Linked DNA regions of Sus scrofa: region 2 is linked to region 1. A link is a contact called in public Hi-C data. All regions are on one chromosome and are shown on one strand. The core of a region is the stretch at or near the end of the contact, and the rest is flanking DNA. Distances in the headings are between cores, read along the strand shown.

Region 1 (3,345 bases), core at 479-2,978:
TTGATGCTTTTGGCACACCTGGAATCACAGGTTCTTTCCATGATCACGGGCACAAGACTAACTCCAGGGAGGAACAGCAGTAGATAAACTCTAAAGCAACAAAGATCCCTTATAAAGGTTTCCATTGACTCATAGGAAAATAAGGAAACTGAATGGGGGAAATGAAGGGGACAGGCATCCCGCAACCCAGGTTTTCCATTAAGAACCACTCAGTTAATAATTTTTTGTGGGTTTTCCCTAGGGAAAGCAAAACTGTCATGAAAGTAATGTATTTTAAAAATTGCAGCCAACATACAGTCAAGGCTAAATTTTCAAATACCTAATTCAGCTGCACGTTTTTATCTTCAAAGTTCAGCCAGTGGACTGGGATGTGACACACAAGCACTCAATTACAAAATTAGTCCATATAAATCTCAAAGTCTACTGTAGGCGAACATAATTAGTTTATTCTTACACACACCCCCACACACGTACACACAGATTCTCTAAAGAAAGCCATTTTTCTCATGACAAATCCGAATATCAACGTGGGTAATTTATTAACAGTGAATGTTGAAACTAGGAATAAATACACTGGTCTCTACTCTTTTCAAAGCCAAAACAATTTTTCCTTAAAATGGGGTAACATGACCATGTAAGAATATTAAAAAAAATAGCACTGTAAGCAAAACGTACCTGTAACGTTAAAGATTTAATACCCTTGGAATCATAAACACTTCGTAAGAAAAGCCTGCTATCTAGCAACCCTTCCATTCTTTTCCATTTAGAAAGGAAAGGGGTGCAGAGTTGGGAACGAGAAAAACTTTGCTTCGCTGAAGTTTATATGAGCACGTATATAGAAATGTATCCCCCCCAACCCGCAAAATGTGTTTTTAAAGCAGGTCTAGAGCTAGAAGTGAAACACAAGTTCTGCGGCCTACAAGGAACAACCCCAAGCATGTTACCCTACAATCAAACACTTCCAAAACACAGAGTGTACAATGCGCCCGAGTCGTCGGATCAGGCAGACACACCGGAAAAGTCAACCTCAGTCTCCTTCCCTTTCAAAGTCGTGCGTCTCAGGTGTGTGGCACCGGCTGCCGCCGCTGGCAGCAGAGAGGAAAGGTTTTGCAGGCGGGCATAAGTGGGCCAACAAGTTAACAACCAGGGAACACACACACACACCCTCCCGTTAAGCGCTCCATCTTTAAGGAGTGTTTACTGCGCGCAGCCAGCAGCCGGATTCAATAATCCCCGCCGCAGGAGCTCCTCATCCTCTCGACGACCCCAGCTGGGCAGGAGCCCGGGGGCTGCTCCCCGAGGCCCCGGGAGAGAGCCGAGTTTCTTCGCCACGGCTTTTCGACCTCAAAACCTCCCGGAATTCCAATCCGGGACACCCCCCCCCCCAACAAAAGACCCCCGAGTCACCCGTGGCTTTTTTAAGAATTTCCAAACAAGGGAGAGTGGTTTTGCAATTACTCTCCTGAACTAGGCCTTTCACGTCCCCGACCCCCAACTCACCGTTGATCGCGACCCTGGCCCCTCTCAAGGCCACAGGCACCCCCCGCCAGCTTGCTCACCCCACCGGTGCCCCAGCCCGGCTCCCGCCGCCCGCCCAACCCCCTCACCTGTCAGGCGCAGCTTGACGGGCCCGTTCCTCCGGCCCCCGGGGTTAGACATGTCCCCGGCGGCGGGGGCGGCGGCGGCGGGGCTACGGCCCCGACGCGGGGCCCGGAGCCGGCGGGCGGGGCGGGGGCGACGGCGAGGCGCGGCGCAGTCACCACAGCGGCCGGGGCTGGGGCCCGAGCAGCCGGCGCCGCGGCCGCCACGGCCGGAGGGTCCCGGATGTGCCGAGCGTCGTCGCCATGAGCCGCGGAGGGAGCGGGACGCCGAGCTCCCCCCTCCTCCCACTTCTCCTTCCTCCGCCCGGGCCGCACAACAAAGCGGTAGCCGCGGCCGGCCGCGCCGCCTCCGCCCGCACCCCGCCGCCTCCACGCAACCGCCTCCGCCTTTCCCTCCTCTCGGCTCCGCGAGGCCCAGGAGCCGACGGGGCTGATGGGCTGAGGCGGGCGGTGCTCGGCGGCGCCGGAGCGGGACTCGGGCTCGGCCGCTTCCTCCTCCACCCGCCCTCTTGTCTGAGGGAACCCGGTCCTGGGGCCGCCGCCGCCACTCGTCTGCTCGGGGGGGTGGGGGGGGGAGGAGAGGAGGAGACGAGAGGCGGGGCCAGCGGGGCAGGGCGGGGCCGGTGGGCGGGGCCTGTGCGGGCGCGCGCCGGGTGCCCGGGGCGCAGGGGCGCCAGGCCCGGTGTCGGCCTGGGCGCGGCGGTCCGGGCCGGTGTGCTTGGTTGCAGAAGATGCCACGCAGAACTTGAGGAAGGAGTAGACAAAGGAGCAGGGTGTTGGCGCGGAGCTCTGTGCCGCCAGGAGGGCCTTAGCGTTTGGCCCACTTAATAGAGAGAGCTTTTGTCCGTGCAATGCAGACTGCTTTTATAAGACGCCCACTGCGTGCAAGGGGCTCTCTGAGGCTGGGGCGAGCAAAGTTAGAACTAAATCCGCAGCCCTCTGGGTTGAACGTCGCTAGGGTGAGGGAAGAGACACACCGAGGGTTCCAGCAAATCCCCAGGGGTGTTTTGCAACTGATACCATAGCTGCCACCTTCATTCAGGACTCACCTGGTGAATGAGATCAGGTTACCAGCCTACTTGGGCTCTTTTTTCAGCTGTAGTGCAAGGATAGGAGGATGATAATGCCTTAAAGGGGTTATTAACAAGATAAGCCTTGGAGAACAATGTATGGAAAGCTTTCCTGCAGAACTGTATTTCGTTATCTCAGAAGGAGAAAATAAAAGCTGAAATAAAAAAGTGTACCTTACCCTTTGACCATGTAATTGCAATTGCACTCTTAGGAAGTTATTCTTGACATATCATACATAGTACAGAAGATGTTCTTTGCAAAGTTCGGTTAATAACAGAAGGTAGGAATTCCCGTTGTGGCACAGTGGAAGTGAATCCCACTAGGAACCATGAGGTTGTGGGGTCGATCCCTGGCCTCGCTCAGTGGGTTAAGTATCCGGCTTTGTGGCGAGCTATGGTGTAGGTCGCAGACATGGCTCGAATCTGGGGTTGCTGTGGCTCTGGCTTAGGCCAGCAGCAACAGCTCTGATTAGACCTCTAGCCTGGGAACCTCCATATGCCTCAGGTGTGGCCCTAAAAAGACAAAAACAAAACAAAAGATAGATGAGCTAACAGCCTAATGGTAAATCACATAAACTTCATGGGCTTTAATGCTGCCATTTAAGTGGCAATTAAGAAGATCATATAATATGGAAGAGTTTACAAATAATCAAAGTTTAAAAACAGAATAAAAA
Region 2 (3,345 bases), core at 429-2,928, 200 kb before region 1:
TTAATAGATAACGGAACAGCACACAGAGCAGAAAAAGGTGGGTTATCTCGCGGACACTTACGCAAGCCGAATGACTTGGAGAGATGCCCCAGAAAGGACCGCGATCAAGGTAGCAAAATTATATAAACGTAAGGAAAAAGAAAAGGAGGCGTTGGAGACTACCGGGGGAGGAGTCCCTGCCGGGCGGAGTCGGCCGGGCGGCGTTCCCGCTGGGGCGGCGCTTCCCCCTTTGTCTCGCATTTCTCTCTGCGCCACATTTTCTCGACGCTGCCATTTTGAGCTCCTCCGCCGGGCGGGGTAACAAAGGCGCCGCCGCCATGTCCGATGCCGGCATTTTGTACCCGCGGCTCAGCCACATGGCCGATTCCCGCGGTGCCGGTCACCGTCCTGCCCCCGCCGCAATAACGGCATCGGAGACGGCCCCCTCGCCACCCACAAAATTCCTGGGGCCCCCAAAACACCTTCCGAAAGGTTGCACCTAACAGCAGCGATTTCGTCCGCCTCGAAGCGCTGCGCTCCCCTCCCTTCGAAATACGCTCCTTGGAATTCTCCCAAGAGCTGATAAATCATCGAGGCCGCGATGCCCCATCCCAGACAAAAGAAGAGATCTCGAGAACCATTAACATGAAACTCCCAGGCAGTTTCAAAAATATCAAAATGGCGCAAGCCTTTGAGGGACGAGGCCCAAACATAGGCTGAGGAAGCCGAATTCCCGTCGCCACCCCGCCCCCCCGCATCGGCATCCCATCCCCCACCCACAGGGCCTGACAGGTCAGTTCCCACACTCACCCTCGATCCCGGCCGCGGTCTCGGTCACTTGAATAACTCGACATGGCGTCAATGGTTGCGGTTGGCGGGAAACAAAGCACAGAGAATCGGGTGCGACAAGTCGCTGGAGGTGGCTTCGACGACGGCGAAGCCTTGCGGGGGCGGCAGCGGCGGAGGGACGGCGATGACAGGAGCCCAAGCTGCCCGACAAGAGACCGGTGGAAATGAATGAGGTGCCGGCCGCGTCCCGGCAGCCGGTTTTATAGCCTGGACCGCCTCCTCCGCCGCAGAGAACGCTGGGAGCTGCTCTATGACCTAATCACCCCGCCCCTGCGCCGAGGCCGCACCGCCCGCGGGCGTTCCGAAATCCGCCATGTTCTCGCCCCTCCTTCTCCTCCCCCCACCCAAACCATCCCTCCCGTTTTTCACTCCTTTCAAGGGTGGGTCCATCCACCCACTACTGGGAAGCCTCAGTTTTTACTCTCTTGACTTCACCTTTTCCTTGTCTTCCACACTTCAAGGAAGTCGCCCCGCCCTTTTTCAGGTCCAGCACGAACAATGAAATGGCCCACCCAGACCAAGCCACTTGGTTCTCTTGGAAATGTTTACGTCTCCAAAGGGCCCTCACGCCCACAACCCGGCGAGACGGGTAGGCGGAGCCTGACATTGTCACGTGACTCCCCCCCCGCCCACCGGGTGAGCGGGCCGCACTACTTTTCCAGATGGCGTCGGCGGAGGAGTACAAAACGAAATCGCTCGCCGGAAGTGCAGTGCTATTGCCCGGGGAGACCGGCCAGGTCGGCTGGTTGACCCGCGGGGCTGTTAAACCCACCCACCTGAGAACTCCTTAGCGGGATCTGGTCGGCGGAGAATGGTATTTAGAGCTCGCAAACCGCCGCCCCAGCGCGTGCTGCGAAAGGAAGTGGTCCTGTGGTGACCAATCAGCAACGAGAAGCGGTTTTAACGTCCCTCCCTTTTTAATCCCTCCTTCCCGGCACTTTCGTTTGCTTCCCCCTCCTGTCAGCACTGGGTCTGCGGCGTGCGGCCCTCCCTGAGCTCCGTCCCGCGCGCACCGGGCCAAGAGTCCGACAGCGGCCTGCCTTCTCGACATGGCCGGCTCAGAGGCTGGTGAGTCTCGGCCTGTCGCTCCGGTGTGTGTGGACGAAGTCGTCCTCTCTAAATCCCCTAACGTCCCTGCCACTTTTACCTTGAGGCCTCGGGCGGGTTTGGGCGGCCGGCGGGGCTGGTGACACCCCGTGATAGTTGGCGGGCTCTCTGGGTAGGGTCTCATCCCCGCTCCCTGGCTCTTTCCGGGTTGTGGGGTGCGGTTTTGGGGGTGGGTTAGAAGGGCCCTTGCGGTGAGGCCCGTAGCGCACGCAACCTGGCTGCGAAAAGGGCAGTCGCGTAGCTTCCCCGGACTCGTATTTTTCTGGGGAATCCACCCACTCACTGTGCCTGCAGTTCTTGCATTGCGAGGACTGAGGTAGCTAGTACCTGCATCTTTATTTGAACATTGGAGGACCGGCCCTCTTTAAGATCTGTTGATGCCCCCGGCCAATAGCAGAACCGTGGTGGACTTCACTCTTCTGTGATCTCTAGACTCATTCGCTTTGTCTAGTACCGCTTTTGAAAGGCGAATTGATTTGGTTGTCTAGGACGCTTTCATCCTTTTCTCCAAGACAGCGTTCAAACCTGTTGTCATGGTTTGGTCAGCTGTGAGTACTGAACTTTGGGAGAGGGAGATAACATGCCTTGAAGACGCTTTCACACGGAAACTCGCACTTGTTTCTAGAACATACTTAAGAGAACGCACACAGAATAAAAGAACGTTCCCGTCAATTGCAAATTGTTTCAGGTTTTTCTAAGTTTCCTTTGGCCGACAAACTCTTGAAATAACTTTGCTCATCTTATCAGTATCTAGGGTAGGGAGGGTGACAGCAGGAAACTTCAGCAGTATTGGTAATGTGCTAATTTTGAATGTAGAGACGTTTTTGTGTATTTACCATATTTCTTTTCATGTGCACAAAATATAATTTAAAAAATTAAAAACTGCAGTAGTGTTGGTGTCATTACTCCAGTTCTTAACAGCCTCAGTTAATCACCACTTATTTGGGCACCAGAGAAATTCCAACTTGGGCAAGATAATTGGGTAACATCATGACTAATGCTATTGGGATTTTGAAGCAACATCTATTAATTAGTTTCTGGTGACCTTTCGTATATGAGATAATGTTCCTGACTTCTTGTAAATATATTTTAAATAAAAATCTACGTATAGCTTCTAAAATAAGGTGTAGAGTAATTTGAGATTTTAGTTTGGAACAGTAAAAATTGAGTTTGCATCATAGTTTTGTGGGTTTTTTGTTTGCCTTTTTTTTTTTTTTTTGCTTTTTAGAGCTGCACCTGTAGCTTATTGACATTCCCTGGTAGGGGTCAAATCAGAGCAGCAGCTGCTGGCCTACACCACAGCCACAGCAACACAGCATCTGAGCCTCATCCCCAACCTATACCACAGCTCAGGGCAATGCTGGATCCTTAATCCATTGAGTGAGGCCAGGAATTGAACCCAGGTCCCCA

The links. A called contact is a pair of places that touch in the nucleus more often than the background predicts.
Region 2: a Hi-C map of embryonic fibroblasts shows a contact between it and region 1, with 2.7 times the contacts expected there. The contact joins the promoter of DDX5 here to the promoter of SMURF2 in region 1. A contact is called at or near these places in 2 of 5 promoter capture datasets (fetal liver and liver), 1 of 47 Hi-C or Micro-C datasets (embryonic fibroblasts) and 2 of 2 datasets of contacts at active chromatin or transcription factors (alveolar macrophages and skeletal muscle).

Annotation. Positions count from the first base shown.
Region 1 is chr12:14,367,066-14,370,410 of Sscrofa11.1, reverse strand. SMURF2 (E3 ubiquitin-protein ligase SMURF2) reads right to left here and starts at 1,728. Exons shown (of 18, transcript XM_021066754.1): 1 at 1,608-1,728. The coding sequence starts at 1,659.
Region 2 is chr12:14,570,045-14,573,389 of Sscrofa11.1, reverse strand. It overlaps DDX5 (probable ATP-dependent RNA helicase DDX5), which reads right to left and starts at 1,678. Exons shown (of 14, transcript XM_021066761.1): 1 at 1,605-1,678; 2 at 790-968. The coding sequence starts at 833. It overlaps CEP95 (centrosomal protein of 95 kDa), which reads left to right and starts at 1,739. Exons shown (of 19, transcript XM_021066757.1): 1 at 1,739-1,896. The coding sequence starts at 1,878.